Linked DNA regions of Sus scrofa: region 2 is linked to region 1. A link is a contact called in public Hi-C data. All regions are on one chromosome and are shown on one strand. The core of a region is the stretch at or near the end of the contact, and the rest is flanking DNA. Distances in the headings are between cores, read along the strand shown.

Region 1 (7,817 bases), core at 2,854-5,353:
TGTTGTACATGCCAGCCACCTTGCTTGTGGTTTTTTTTTGGTTTTGGTTTTGTCTTTTTGCCTTTTCTAGGGCCGCTCCCACGGCACATGGAGGTTCCCAGGCTAGGAGTCCAATTGGAGCTGTAGCCATCGGCCTACACCAGAGCCACAACAACACGGGATCCGAGCCACGTCTGCGACCTACACCACAGCTCACGGCAACACCAGATCCTTAACCCACTGAGCAAGGCCAGGGATCGAACCCTCAACCTCATGGTTCCTAGTCGGATTTGTTTACCGCTGCGCCACGACGGGAACTCCACCTTGCTTGTGTTTTTAAACAAAGCTCCCTGGCTAACATTCTCAACCTGCCCAGAGCAGCTTTCTGCCATACTTAAATGTACGAAGTGCTAGGCGTGTTTAGGCAAAGAGAATCATTTTTGTTATTGAACCTCAGCTGGGTTTTGGGCTTCAAAGCCTTTTAATACCAAGCCTGCATATGTCATAAGTAGAGAGGCAGCCAGGTCATCAGGATCATAGAAGAATTTTGCCTTAAAACTAGCTCTGTTAGAGAAGAAGTATTATTTTAAGGAGAAGAATGACTGTCCTAAAACTCCTGAGAAGAAGTTTCTTATAAGGCTTTTTAAGCCAACTATTCACTTACTTAACTTTATGGGAACCAGCAGTATGTTCTGTGTGTGTCTGTGTGTTTTTATTAGTGTCCAAATTACACAAGGGATCAAGAGGACAGCTTGGCTAACTTCCCTTTGTGATTTTGGGTGCAAAGCTTGTATTTATTTTGTATGAAATGAAAATAATAGTGGTATCTTTTTCATAGGACTGTTGTGAGGATTAAATTTTAAAAATACATGTGGGACAGATATAATATTGCCATCAGTTGTACTAGGTAACATTGCCTCTAAATTTATGATACAGATAATATTTATATAAATATTTGTATATTATATGTGTTTATTATATTAATATCTAACGATGGCCTTTTCCTTTTTAAAGATGTTAATTAAAGAGTATGTGAAAAAGCATAAAGAAAAGTTAACCTGTCCAGAATCCCATCACCTAGAAATAACCACTGTATGTCTTTGTAAAAACAGATATTGGGAAGTGTCATACCATACATTCTGGTTTTAATCCTTTAAAAATTTTTGTTCAGCTTTGTCCCTCTGATCCAAATATTTGGGGTTTTTTTCCCAATTACTGTGTGATTAAAAACAGTTCAATTTCCCCAAGTAAATACACATTCTTTGCTCATAAAAATATTACAAATGTGAATGTTGAAAGGTAGCACCCATTTGGTCTGGAATGTTCACGACTTATTGCTTCCTCCCCACCCCCCTACCCTTTTAGCTACTGGTCATACTGGATCTTCCCCATCCTGGGCGCCATCCTCTTAGGTTTTCTCTATCGTTACTACACGGCGGCGGAGAGCAAATCCTCCTGAGGAGACTTTGTTGACGTCGGGAAAGCACATCCACTTGGGAGCAAGAACCAGAGACTCAATTGGAGGCTGCGGCTGTGCCCTCTTCTCGAATACTGCCAATTATATCCTCCCCCTCGGAGCCCAGACTGTTGGCCAGACATCCGCCTCAGCCCTGGGGCCAGTTGTGAAGTCATTTCTCAGAGCCTTACTCTCAAAGCACCTGCTCATTGTTCTGCGTCTTTGCCGTTGTTTCCTCTCTTCATGGTTTCCACGAGCACCCTTGTCTTTCAAAACTGTGTTTTATAACCGGAGTCCGCACGTCCTCATGACACTGCCTTTTGGTGTCATCGCCTGCTTTCCAGTACTTAGTTACTTAGACCTTCTTAATGGGGCAGCCCACTCTGGTTTTGAAGCTTTTCTTTTTCCCCTTTTGTTTTAAGTAAATAGTATCTTTTAAATTATAACTTCATTCTATCGTTTATCATTGGAGGTTTCACTCATGATGTCAAGTTCCACACCTGTGACTTAAAACACAACTGCAGGATGATCCCATTCCTTGTTTATATTTGTTAAAATTGAGCGAGTGTGGCAGGGAGGTCTTGTCACCCCCTTAGGCCGCCAAATGGTGCTGGGCGGAACGCTGCCTCCCTTCTGTTTATTGGGAGTGGAGAGAACTGGGAACGGGAGGGCTGAACTGGGATAATAAGCTGAATTTAATCTTTCTTTTGAAAAATAATCGAGAGACACTACTTGAGGACAGGCGTTTAGAAAAAGCACCAAAAACTTCATCCTTTATTTGGGTTTGGCACCAATTCCCAGCCATCTCTTTTCTTTTCATTTTTGGCCTCACCCTCAGCATGTGGAAGTTCCCAGGCCAGGGATCTAACCCACCCCATGGCAGCAGTGACAACACTGGATCCTTAACCTGCTGCGCCACACGGGAATTCCTTCTTTCCTTTAAAACCCCTTACCATCTTTTATTGGTAATATATAAACTTATAGTTATGCCCATAGAACTTTACAGTTTTATTAAAGGATTTTCCTGGGTTTTTTTGTTTATCCATTAGCTGACTTTTTTTTCTCCAGTTTACAAAAGGAAGAGACTCCGAATAGGTGAAAGATTGAGTGGTTTGATCTTCTGGTTGCCCCAGTACAGTAACTTCCACGGAAAAGTGGCAGAGGGAAGGCAGAGAGCATGACAAGAGAATGTTTTTCATTTCATCTGTATTTTACCTCCATGGTTCCAATTTGTGGTTTTGTTGTTTTTCCACTGAGAATAAAAAAGCTAGCAGTTTTTTTCTTTTTTCTTTTTTCTCTTGGAAGACTGTCTCATTGAGGAGTAGGTTCTTATTCCTCCTCGGTTCAGGAATTTCTCTGGCGTATTTAACTACCTTTTCCTCCATGGAAGCACCTGGGGAGACAGTCCATGGGCAGTTTTCTGCCTCCCACTGTGGTGACTTTTTTCCCCATCCTTTGAGGGTCACCAGCCTGCTCTGAGCCATTGTCACGGGCAGCAGGGAGCAGCAGGCAGTTCAGGAAGGACCACAGGCACTGTTCAGCATCTCCTCCCCCCTTCAGCCTGCCAGGGACTTGACAGGGCAGGAAGGTACACAGAACACCAGTGTCTGCCCCTGCAAACTACTTAAGAAGTTCAACCTGGGTCTTATAACCTGTGATTTAGCAGTTGAGTGACTTTGGAATTCATAAAAATGACATTGACCTGGTTCTCGCACACTTGGTCATGACATAATGGAGTAATTTTAGGGGGTTTCTGGCTGACTTTTATGTCAGGGATATGGGTAAACTTTTAAAGCTTTTATCTTTAGAAAATGTTGCAAATGGATTATAAGATGCCACTTTAAGACAGTCTATTGAAGGAAAAATCTTTGGTGTGTAACGGAAGTGGTGTGGCTTTTGATGCTCCTATTTGAAGGCAAGGGAGGGTTGCTTTGAATAAAAGTTGATATGTAATTGCTGTGATGATTAAGTTGCATGATCACATGGGGCCACCCTGAGGTAGAAAGGACAAAGGAGTATTGAGGAGCTGGAAAGGGAGCATTCAGGCTGAAACTAAGCCAGAAGATAACTTGGGTCAATTAAAAGTGTGTTGGCAAAACGGAATGAAAAACATCTGGCTTAGAAGAAACATTAAAGAATGACATTTGTAAGTAAAATGTGTGTTTTTGATATTTTTAGGGTAAAGATCAATGCAAAAGATAGGCTTTTCTATTTCATATGGGTTGTCTTTTTCCTGTTTATATGGGAACTTGTTTTTATTCAGAGCCAGAGGAAAAGATTTTCAGACTTGGTCTCAACCATCCATGAAATCCATCCAGTACCCAGGGCTTCTTTTCATCTGTTGCTAATGTGATGTCACTTTGTATTATAAAAACCACTTGTAGGTCCATTTACTATTTTCCTGCTTCCTACAGAAACAGCCAGGTGAAAGGGAGAGCTTGTGTGAGAGTTCGCAGAGGTTTTTCTAAACAATAAAGTAATACAGTATGTGAGCCAAATCCATCAAAAAGGACTTTTGTTTTAAGAAGTAGACTCAAGTTCTCGAGAAACAGTCTCAACTTTGCTAGGTTGTGAATCCCACCTGGAGAGCCAGTGGAGCCAGTCCCTGCTGGATGGCAGAGCCTCCTGGGGGGTCTCTGGGGTGTTTGGCTGTTTATTCCCAAGGAGGACTCAGTGCTGCCACCCACCCTTCTGTACGTGTAATGGCTGCTGATCCCAGGGAGGAGGTGAGGCGAACTGACTGTCCCCCAAATGGGGATGCTAGTGCGGGGGCCCGAATGTCCTTGCCTCTGTCTCTCAGAATTGGTTTTGGTTTCTTTTTTGTTTTGTTTTGTTTTGTTTTGTTTTCTTTTTTTTTTGTTATTGTTGTTTGGTTTTGGTTTCTAAATGACTTATATTTGTAAAGACAGGAAAGTGGTGGGGACAAAGTTTATATATACTGTGTTTAGTTCTTATGTGACCACTTGAGCAGAAGCAAAAATGCATTGGAACCTATCATTTGAGCCTGTGAAGTTCTTTGAGCAGTTGTCATGAGGCCCATGTTGGGAAATAAGAACATTGTTGAGTGTACACTCATTCAGTTCCCATGGGGAGCAATGAAAAAAATGCTTTACAGGCCAGCTATGTCATTACTTATGTCGTATCTCATGCTTAAAATCTCAAGCGATATCTCTCTGATTAAATTCCAATTTAGAAATGTACACCATTAATGCTCATTACTTCCGAGGGAGAAATGGATTCAGACCTGTCGCAACAGGAGGTTAACACTTTTTTTTTTTTAACCATCCTATTCTTTTGCCAAATATCACAAAAGTAATGGGGAAGTTAGTCCCGTTTGGCTGTTGTGCTCTGAAAAAGCTGGGTTTGGAACTTGTGGGAGTGCTCCCAGCGGGAGGTTCCAAGAAGCAGAGAGGTTGTCAAGTTACCCACCCTACATCCAGCCTGTCACTCGAGAATTTTCAGAGCTGCACGTTGCCTGCACCTTTTTTCTACATTGGCTATTTTGGCAAAACATTACTATGATTATCCCCCCCCACTTTTTTTAACTTCACCCTCAACTATGAGCAAGTAATATTAACATTCCTTTTGTGTATTCAATAATGGAGTTTGTTTACCTATTTTATTTCAGCATATTTTGAACAAAGATCTTTGTCTCTTTCTGCTGGAATGTGCACACAGTGAATGTTTGTTAGAACGACACACAATAAAGATACTGTTTTCCTTTTCTTGCCCTGGCTACGGTTATTTAAAAAAAAAAAAAATTTTTTTTTTTTTAAGTGGAAATGTTGGCTCTGGAATTCTCAGGTGTCTGGAAGAAAAGAACTTGAGAAGCATAAAAGTCATCTCTGTGCTAATCTTGTGTTAGCATAACTTGATGGGGGAGTTCCACGGTTCTTCGGGAGTCATGCTGCTGCTCTTTCCCCGAAATGAAAGGCGAAGATTGTGAGACGCAAAAATTAAGAGTTTTGCTGTATTAACGGATGTGAAGTGGCAACCAGGTAGACAGCTTGGAAGTTCTGTTTTTACTGAAACCATCTGATAAAGAAGTCATTTCAAGGTAATAACACTTGTTATCTATAGCGCCACTCTTTAAATGCTTGTTTTTCTTGGAAATGGCTGAACTGTTGGGGAAAGTGAAACATTGAGCTCGAAGTTCTAGTGACTGTGTTAATAAAACAAGGGAAATAAACCATTTTTATAATTACTTTTAAAACCTACTGATAGCCTTCTAACATGACCAGTGAGACACAGTTCGTTAGGGCTTAGTATTTTCGCTGTCACGTGAATTGATGATTATTAACAGGAAAGGAAAGTCCCATTCTTATTACTCGTGTTTGAATCTGTTGTTTCAATGTCAGTCCTCATAAGGCACATGTCTCTTCCTGATGCTGAGTGTTTGGCAGGTACTTGACAAATCCTGGTTGACTGGTTGAAAACTTGAGGTAGAAGATTGTGATTTCATTTACGTAAATTTAAGGTAAGAAACACCCACACTATCTCCTAAATGATTGGTAATTGTAAGTAACATCAGTCATCTAACATTAATTAGCTTAGTGGATGTCTATATACTCTATACAGATCTTTCCTCACTTACAATGTGGTCATGTCCCAGTATGCTAGAGAGTATCGTACTGGGTCTCACTAGCACAGAAAAAGACCAACATTCAAAATACGGATTTTGCTGAATGCATATCACTTGCACCATGGTAAAGCAGAAAAATCCTAAGTTGAACCATAATAAATTGGGGACTGTATTTCAGGGACTAAGTTAGCTTAATCATGTATAACAGCATTTTAAGACAATTCTTTAAAAAAAATTTTTTTTTTTAAATTATAGTTCATTTAGAAACAATTCTTGTATGTAGCATTCAGGAGAGGCTGGAATTGCTTTTGGGGGAAACATGAGGATACAGCTGTAATATATTTATCACTTAGGTGCCACCTACTATGTGCTGTGCAGTATTTTTGACAGCTTGCAAGCTTTTTTTTTTTTTTTTTTTTTTTTTGGTGTCTTTCTAGGGCTGTGCCCACGGCATATGGAGGTTCCCAGGCTAGAGGTCTAATAGGCGCTGTAGCCACCAGCCTACACCAGAGCCACAGCAACGCTGGATCCGAGCCATGTCTGCGACCTACACCACAGCTCAGGGCAACACCTGATCCTTAACCCACTGAGCGAGGCCAGGGATCAAAGACATGTCTTCATGGATGCTAGTCAGGTTCATTAACCTCTGAGCCACGACAGGAACTTTTTTTTTTAAGCATTTCTGATTCTTTGTGCCGTGTAATGTGGGATTTAGAAACTATGTATGGCTTTTGAAATTGTTGTATCGTGAAAAGGTGATTCAGGCTGATGGAGGAAGCACAAGATAATGCAGACACAAATACTCCTGTTTCAAGTTTGACAAGTGGCTTTTTTTTTTTCTTCAGGGCCGCACCTGTGGCTTATGGAAGTTCCCAGGCTAGGGGTCAGATCGGAGCTGCGCTGCTAACTTATATACCACAGCTCCTGGCAACACCACCAGATCCTTAACCCACTGAGCAAGGCCAGGAATCAAACCCACATCTTCATGGATGCTAGTTGGGTTCATTACATTTAATTTCCCTCTGGAAAGATCCTTGTCTGTATTGGGTCTTGGCATCATGAAATGTTCAACTTGGGAACTCCACAAGGGCTTTTTTTTTTTTTTTTTTTTTTTTGTCTTTTTTTGTTGTTGTTGTTGTTGTTTCTATTTCTTGGGCCGCTCCCGCGGCATATGGAGATTCCCAGGCTAGGGGTTGAATTGGAGCTGTAGCCACCGGCCTACGCCAGAGCCACAGCAACATGGGATCCGAGCCGCGTCTGCAACCTACACCACAGCTCACGGCAACGCCGGATCGTTAACCCACTGAGCAAGGGCAGGGACCGAACCCGCAACCTCATGGTTCCTAGTCGGATTCGTTAACCACTGCGCCATGACAGGAACTCCCACAAGTGGCATTTTTGATCCATCAGTTCCAGTCTCAGAGCAAAGTTCCTATTATTTGTTCCTGGTCCTAATCTCTGTGACTGAAACACTGATACTAAGTTTAGAACTACCTGGACGTGGAAAGATAAAAATTTTTAAATCCAGGTGCCTAAATTTCATTTTCCTTAGAGAAGCTTGCTTTCGGAATCTTTTCCTCTGGCTTCCTCATCTAAGTTTTGCAGAAGGGGAAGTGGCATTACCTTACAAACAATAGGATGATGTCCACAATAAAATCGGATCTTCTCACAAAACTGCCCACTCTAATTTAATTATCCAAAAAATCTAATCAGGAAAATGGGGCTTTCCAAGCCTGCCAATATGACCCCCTTCTCCATCTCTCTCTCTCTCTCTTTTTTTTTTTTTTAGGTTTTTAGTTT
Region 2 (7,817 bases), core at 2,266-4,765, 68 kb before region 1:
AAACTACCTTTTTCCTCTCTGGAGTTCCCAGTTTTCTTATCTGGTTTTAACAGGTTTTTTTTTTTGTTTGCTTGTTTTAGGGTTGCAGCTGTGGGCATATGGATTCCTAGGCTAGGGGTTGAATGAGATCCGTAGCTGCCAGCCTACGCGGCAGCCACAGCAATGCCAGATCTCAGCTGCTTCTGTTACCTACACTGAGCGAGGCCAGGAATCAAACCCGCATCCTCATGGTTCCTAGTTGGATTCATTTCCACTGCACTACAACGGGAACTTCCAGGTTTCAACAGATTTTAACTGTCTGTTAAAACCAAGACAGTTTGATGAGCTGATCTTAAAAGATCTCTTTCCAGTTCTAAAATTTTAGGGCTTTAAGAATCTAAATCATCATTAAGAAAAAACAAGCCCCAGTGCCCTCTGAAATTAATTAGCTTATCAAAGAATCTGCTTTACAACCCTCGGCTGATCAGGATGAGTTATTACTGGTTTATCTATAGTGCAGATCAAAGAATACTTTTGGGGGGGGTTGTTGGCATTTATTCACTTCACTGATGGAGAGAAAGGAGAACTCTCCCACCCTATGAAGGTTTAGCATGTGTGTAAAGGTCATAGGTCTGGTGTTTAGAAATTATACAAAGGCTTACGAAAGAATCTTCACTGGCTTGGCCAAATTAAACAGCAGGCAATTGTAGAGAAATAAACTCAAGTTAACGTTTAACCACAAGTCCCTTTTCTTGCAGCTTGGTCTTTCTCAATAGGATGGGGTCTGAGAAGGTCAGTAGGCCCACTAGCAAGACATTGGGCTCTTCTGGGAACCCACGCATCCACCCCTTGTTATAAATTTTAGGAGTTCCTGTCGTGGTGTAGCGGAAACAGATCCGACTAGGAACCATGAGGTTGCAGGTTCGATCCCTGGCCTCACTCAGTGGGTTAAGGATCCGGCGGTGCCATGAGCTGTGGTGTAGGTTGCAGATGCAGCTCGAATCTGGTGTTGCTGTGGCTCTGGTGTAGGCCAGCAGCTACAGCTCCAATTAGACCCCTAGTCTGGTAACCTCCATGTGCCACAGGTGTGGCCCTAAAAAGACAAAAATAAATAAATACATTTTATATGTGTGTATGTATATATATGTATATACATATATATAAAGCATCTGAATCATAAACTTTTCCAGCTATTTTTCATGCCTCAATAGGAGTTCTTTTTTTAGAGGACCCTTTATAAATTGTAAGCTTTTTTTACTTTTTAAACATTTGCCCAAGATTCCATCTCTAAAAGGCTGAGTCAGGTGTTCCCGTCGTGGCTTAGCAGTACGGACCCAACTAATATCCATGAAGATGTGGGTTCGATCCCTGGCCTTGCTCAGTGGATTAAGGATCCGGTGTTGCCATGATCTGTGATGTAGGTCAAAGACATGGCTCGGATCCCAAGTTGCTGTGGCTGTGGCGTAGGCTGGCGCTACAGCTCCGATTTGACACCTACTCTGGGAACTTCCATATGCTGCAGGTGTGGCCCTAAAAACACCAAAAAAAAAAAAAAAAAAAGGTGGCTGAGGCAGATTGGAGCCTGTCACTACCTGGCTCCAAGACCCTCACCCTTGACCATGGTCCTGTATGAAATGAGAGGGTTCACTTCATCTACTTGTTATGCAGAAGCTGTGAATAGCTGCAGGAGTTGTTGGGTTAAGGAAACAGGGTGAATGATTATTGCGTCACAAACCTCCGTCTAGCTCACATATATTAAGCACTCACTATGTGCTAGTCTCCATCAGAGGCTGGGGAAGGGAGGGAAAGAGTGTCAAGAGATGAATTAGACATGATCGTTGCACTTTAAGAGGCTTCTTGTTTTCGGAGTGAGGAGCTGACAAGTATACAAATAGAGCATGTGAAAAATAATAGGAAAACACAAATAAGAAAGAAGAAATCAGGAGTTCCCATCGTGGTGCCATGGTTAATGAATCCCACTAGGAACCATGAGGTTGCGGGTTCGATCCCTGCCCTTGCTCAGTGGGTTAAGGACCCGGTGTTGCCGTGAGCTGTGGTGTGGGTTGCAGATGCGGCTCTGATCCAGCGTTGCTGTGGCTCTGGCGTAGGCCGGCGGCTACAACTCCAATTTGACCCCTAGCCTTCGAACCTCTATATGCATGGGAGCAGCCCTAGAAAAGGCAAAAAGACAAAAAAAAAAAAAAAAAAAGAAAGAAAGAAAGACAAAATCAAAGCAGCATAGCAGGATGGTTAAATCCATGGGCTGTGGAGTCCAGTTCTTAGCCGTGGGACCTCTAAGCCTCAGTTTTCTCCTCTGTAAAATGGGCATAGCCTTTAGGTATTTGTTGTAAGGGTCAAATGATTTAATGTATTATTTAATTGCTTACCATTGAACCTGGCAGATGGAAAGATTTGTCAAAATGTATTGTTTGGGAGTTCCGTTGTGGCTCAGCTGGTTAAGAACCCAGCATAGTGTCTGTGAGGATGCAGGTTCGATCCCTGGCCTCACTTAGTGGGTTAAGGAGCTGGCATTGCCACAAGCTGTGGCACAGGTCTCGGTTGCGGCTTGGTTCCAGCATTAAGGTGGCTGTGGCATAGGCTGACAGCTCTAGCTCCAATTCGACCCCAACCCAGAAACTTCCATGTGCTGCAAGTGCAGTCCTAAAAAGAGATTTACAAAACAAAGGGATTGTTTGATAAAGCTTAAGCAAAATAAGAATCACATGTACAACTTCCTTTCTGGGATATTGGCGCCCCTTTCTCAAATTTTTCTGAATTCCCCCGCTCTGAGAGACTCACTGCCTTGAGACTTATTCTTTCCCCTGACATGGTTATCTTTTGATCCTATTAAAACGTCTCCAGGAAAGAAGGCTGTGGCAAAGGGGCCGCAGCCCCCCTGCACCACAAGCTTGGGCTGCATCACAGGGACGGGGAGCTGAAACTGGAGGTAGCCCCTCGTGACAGGCAGGCAGATCAGGAGAATAAACCTGGAGTGTCTGTCAGAGAGTGTTTAGGACCCACTGCCCGAGATTTTCATTCTGCTCCAAATTGAGTCTCATTACATCCTTTGCTAATGTTGGAATGTGACTATAATCATAGGAAGAGTTTCCCATGATTTTATCCTACAATCAGTTCCCCTCCCAACACGTGTATTTATTGTTTTCTCTCAAACACTGACTCACCACTGCCTTCATCCTCAGTCAAGGTCACTGCTTTGATATGCTACAGTGGCTGCCCCTTTCAGCCTTGGTGGGGTTGGGGGTGGGGATGGGGTGGGGGGGGTTCTTTCCTCTGAAATCCACTGCCTTCTGACTACTATGCCTAAATGAACACCTTCCTCTCAAACCTGGTAAAAACTCACCTCCTTCTAGAACCTTCCCTGCTGCATTCTTTACTTTTGCACTCCTGTTTGGTGCTACAGATGCGGTTGGGGTCGTTGGACCGTCGCCAGGCAAGTGCCCTTGTGTCTTTGTTCCGTGTGTGCAAGGTCTGGTTCTTCCCATCGGGGGCAGCATGCATCTGTGGAGAGCGCAGGGACTCGGCCACCTGGCGTGCGTTCACATAGCAGCACCACTCGTGAGTTGTCACATTCACTCTGGCTGTCCTTTGTCACCTTGGGACGGCTCCTTTATTCTCGTGTATTGTCATCTTCCGTCCGGGTTTCTCCAGACAGCTAGCTGTCCCTTCCCCACTCGACTTTAGTTCTTCCCAAGAGTGGACAGAGGGCCCTCTTCTGACTTCCCAAAGCACAGCCTAAGACCGTGTGTGTGCCCCACCATTTCCTGCAGTGAAGGGGACGATGACAGGCCCTTCCTCCCTGAATTCCTGTACGAAGGAAATGCGATAGGGCACGATCACAGAACTTGGCCTACAGCAAGTTGTGGCAGATCCTTTAGACTGACGGGTTTGCTCCAAATCCGGCCCGAACTCTTTCTAGCTCCCTTTCTGGAAAAACAAACACTCGCGATATTTCTCAAACTCCCTTGCAGCTCCAGTTTGGTTTGTGATTTAAATTCCACGGGTGTGAGATTTTAGAACTCTGAACTGTGTGGAGGGAGAGGCGGGTGTGAAACATCCATTTGGCTGCGGCTGATCGTGGCAAAGGCAGTGTGATTCTAGAACCAGCAGCTGGGATGACCGCTTAGCAGTTCTGAAGGCTTCTGGGTGGTGGCAGAGGCTTAGGCTGGCTTGTCAAGGAGTCCGCGGTGTAATTTTGGAGGTCATCCCTGGACATTTAGACTAGAGTCTATTTCTTAATTTTCATAGTGATCCTGTGAGCTAGCCATACTCTTGAATAAATCCCTTTTGCTTAACTTAGCACGAGTGAAACCATTGTTTGCCACTAAGAAAACTGAGCAATATTTAAGTTTTCGATAAATGTTAGCTTTCATTATTATTTTAAAACTTTGTTGGAGTTCCCGTCGTGGCTCAGTGGTGAATGAATCCGACTAGGAACCATGAGGTTGCGGGTTTGATCCCTGCCCTTGCTCAGTGGGTTAAGGATCCGGCATTGCCATGACCTGTGGTGTAGGTCACAGTCGCGGCTTGGATCCCACATTGCTGTGCCTCTGGCGTAGGCTGGTGGCTACAGCTCCCATTAGACCCCTAGCCTGGGAACCTCCATATGCTGCGGAACGGCCCAAGAAATGGCAAAAAAAGACTAAATAAATAAATAAATAAAACTTTGCTGAAGACTTGATAATGTCAAGAAAGGACATTTTTACACTAGCAACTGGATAAGACCATGTAAAATAATTTCTAGAGTAGCACTGTGCCAAAGAGCTTTCTCTGATGGTGGAAATGTTCTGTATTTGCCCCCAGTATGGTAGCCACTAGTTATATGTGGCCACTGAGCACGTGAAATGTGGCTACTAGTCACTGAGTTTTTAATTTGTTTTCATTCCCTAATATTTAAAATTACATACGTGCACACTGTTGGTGGTGAGCGTGTTGGACAGCACAGTCTTCGAGTGTCTCAGCCTTACCTTCCAGAAGGGTCATGACAGCCTTCTCTGTCTATAACCAAGAACGTTCATAGGTTCTTCCTCAGTCCCCAGTCTCAGGCCTCGTCTTGCTAATACGCAGAGATGCAATATGCCCACAGCAATGACAACTTTGACATGATAAGCTTAGGGACTCACTGCCCCAAATTCCATTCCAAGATTGCACTTTGGCTTTCTTTTTTTATTTTTATTTTTATTTTTGTCTTTTGTTTTTTTTAGGGCCCCCCCGAGGCACATAGACGTTCCCAGGCTGGAGGTCTAATTGGAGCTACAGCTGCTCGCCTACGCCACAGCCACAGCCACGCCAGATCTGAGCCGCGTTGGTGACCTACACCATGGCTCATGTCAACGCCGGATCCTTAACTCACTGAGGGAGGCCAGGGATGGAAGCCACAACCTCTTGGTTCCTAGTCGGATTTGTTTCTGCTGCACCACCACGGGAACTCCCATTTTGGCTTTTTATTCACAAAACCCAAAAGTTTATGAAAGAGCTTTTGCTAAAATGCAAACTTGTCTTAAGAGGCAAATCTCACCTTGCACTTAGAGAAAGAAAACCATGTATTGTATTAAAATATATATATGTGTGTGTGTATATATGTATTTCCCATAACATCTAAGTGTTGAATTTCCAAAAATATTGGGGTCCTGTGTTAGACAAGGAGTTCTCATACTTTGCTGCATATTGGCATCACTCTAATAAAGTAATTATTTGCCAGACACACTTCAGACCAATCAAATTAGCATTGCGAGAAGTGATGAAAGAAAACCAAAAACTTTATCTGCAACCCTCTAATTTTTTCAAAAAAAGAAGAATGTACTCCTATATTAACTAGTCGTTAAAGGTTAATAAAAATATAAGTACTGATAGGATTTTTAAAGGGATAATTTATTGCGAGATAAGAGAAATAATTATAGACCTGTTACTCAAAGCCAGACATTTTTGTTTTTCCATTTTGGTTGACTAGAGGCTCTTAGGAGACAGTAGTCATAGAGCCGTCATCCAACAACTCTAGGAAGCTTCTGGAATGCAGACATTCACAAAGAGTACAGATTTCAGTCAGGTTCCTCTTCCATAGTGCCCCCTTCACATGTTATGTGAATTCATCCAAATAATAAACCAGGAGTGTTTTGTAGACCTTCCTTCCCATGTAACCAAACAGACGGACAACCCAGGGGAAGCTGAGAAAAAAGATAAGAGGTGTCCAAGTTCAGTGTCAGATGGTCTTTTGATTATGCTCCCCATCCTTCCACTTCCCCACACACAGATGTTCCCTGTGCATGAACTTGGCTCTATGTGATTCATTCCAGAATGGGATGGTCCCCAAAAGTTTGAAGAGAGGAACTTGCATTTCCTGAGATGATTCTCTCTTGACATTAATTCAACTTTAGGAAGGATCTGCCCAAGCCTTTCATAAATACCCACGAAACATACGTGACTCAAGACTGATTTGGTTTCCTTCTGTCCTCCTGGTGTCTCTTTGATCTGACCAGGGGGATGCCCTGACTTCGGCTCAGGACTGCAGTGAGTGACAGTTGGGAGCTGGCCTTTTCCTATTGCCATTGAGCGTTTCCCACAACTTTAGGGCCCAGGTGCTTGAAAATACTGCCAAAACTTCCTCCAACTTAAACATTTTTTTTAAATTATATCCATTCATTCTGGGTTAGGTAACACATTCAGAATATAAAAATTCAGAAGATACAAAGAGCATAAAGTGACATTTTTTCCCTCTATCCATGTCCCACAGCTTCCCAGTTCCTTCCCCAGTGCTACCAGTTTCTGGAGTATCTTCTTCAAGATAGAGATTTTATGCATATCCGAAAAAAACACATTTATGTTTTCTTCCCCCTTTAACTCTTTCAATTTACATTAATGATAGCATACCATACAAAAATCATTCTCATTTGTTTATTTTGTTCTTTTACTCTGCCCCTAGAATGGATGCTCCATGAGGGAAGGGATTTTATGTTGTATAATGTTATATCCTCAGCACGTGGAGTGGTGCCTGGCATATTGTAGTTGCTCCGTAAATATTTGTTGAATAAGGGAATGAACACACGCTGTTCTGCGTGTTGTTTCCCCTTTGGAGACCATCTCACTTCAGTACATAAGGAATCTCCTCACTTTTTTTTTTTTTTTTTTTTTTTAAATCTTTTGTCTTTTTAGGACCGCACCCGAAGCATATGGAGGTTCCCAGGCTATGGGTCTAATCGGAGCTGTAGCCACCGGCCTACACCACAGCCACCGCAACATTGGATCCAAGCTGCATCTGCGACCTACACCACAGGTCACAGCAATGCCAGATCCTTAACCCACTGAGCGAGGCCAGGAATGGAACCTGTGACTTCATGGTTCCTAGTCGGATTCGTTTCGTCACTACGGGAACTCTCCCCCCTGACGCTTTTTTTTTTTTTAAATAACTGTATGGTTTACCACTGTCAGAATCCATTATGATTGAGTTAATCAGATCCCTACTGATGGACATTAGTTTGTTTTTAATCCTTGGCCATGAAAAACAACCCTGACGTTCATGTCCTTGTCTGAACATCATGTCACACACGTAAGAGAAGCTCCCAAATGCAGAATAGCTGGGTCATCGTGAGTGTGAGGTACACTTTGCCAATTTCTTTTTAATCAACTTTGCCATGCCTTACTGTGCTGCATGGCAGTTGATTTAAGCCCATTGTAAGGAAATATATCATTAATAAAATTGTTCTGATTAGGCCTCAATTTACGACTGCCACTTATTCCTGCAAACTCAACAGAAAACCACCTCACAACTTAGAACTGTTGGAACAACACAGATGCATCTCACAAGCATAATGTAGAAAGAAGGT

The links. A called contact is a pair of places that touch in the nucleus more often than the background predicts.
Region 2: a contact with region 1 is called in a Hi-C map of skeletal muscle, with 2.9 times the contacts expected there. The contact joins two enhancer-like sites. A contact is called at or near these places in 15 of 47 Hi-C or Micro-C datasets (embryonic fibroblasts, fetal heart ventricle, heart right ventricle and 5 more) and 2 of 2 datasets of contacts at active chromatin or transcription factors (alveolar macrophages and skeletal muscle).

Annotation. Positions count from the first base shown.
Region 1 is chr6:17,516,632-17,524,448 of Sscrofa11.1, reverse strand. CYB5B (cytochrome b5 type B (outer mitochondrial membrane)) reads left to right here. Exons shown (of 5, transcript NM_001159592.1): 5 at 1,345-1,862. The coding sequence ends at 1,438. Among named protein-coding and RNA genes, the nearest start is that of CYB5B, 37 kb to the left of the region's middle. Within about 2 kb of position 4,103, at least 25 of the 83 cell types and tissues checked have an H3K27ac peak or open chromatin away from gene starts, as enhancers often do. A contact at or near this core is called in retroperitoneal adipose tissue and skeletal muscle, where this site is marked.
Region 2 is chr6:17,583,614-17,591,430 of Sscrofa11.1, reverse strand. No RefSeq gene overlaps it. Among named protein-coding and RNA genes, the nearest start is that of TERF2, 18 kb to the left of the region's middle. Within about 2 kb of position 3,515, at least 26 of the 83 cell types and tissues checked have an H3K27ac peak or open chromatin away from gene starts, as enhancers often do. A contact at or near this core is called in retroperitoneal adipose tissue and skeletal muscle, where this site is marked.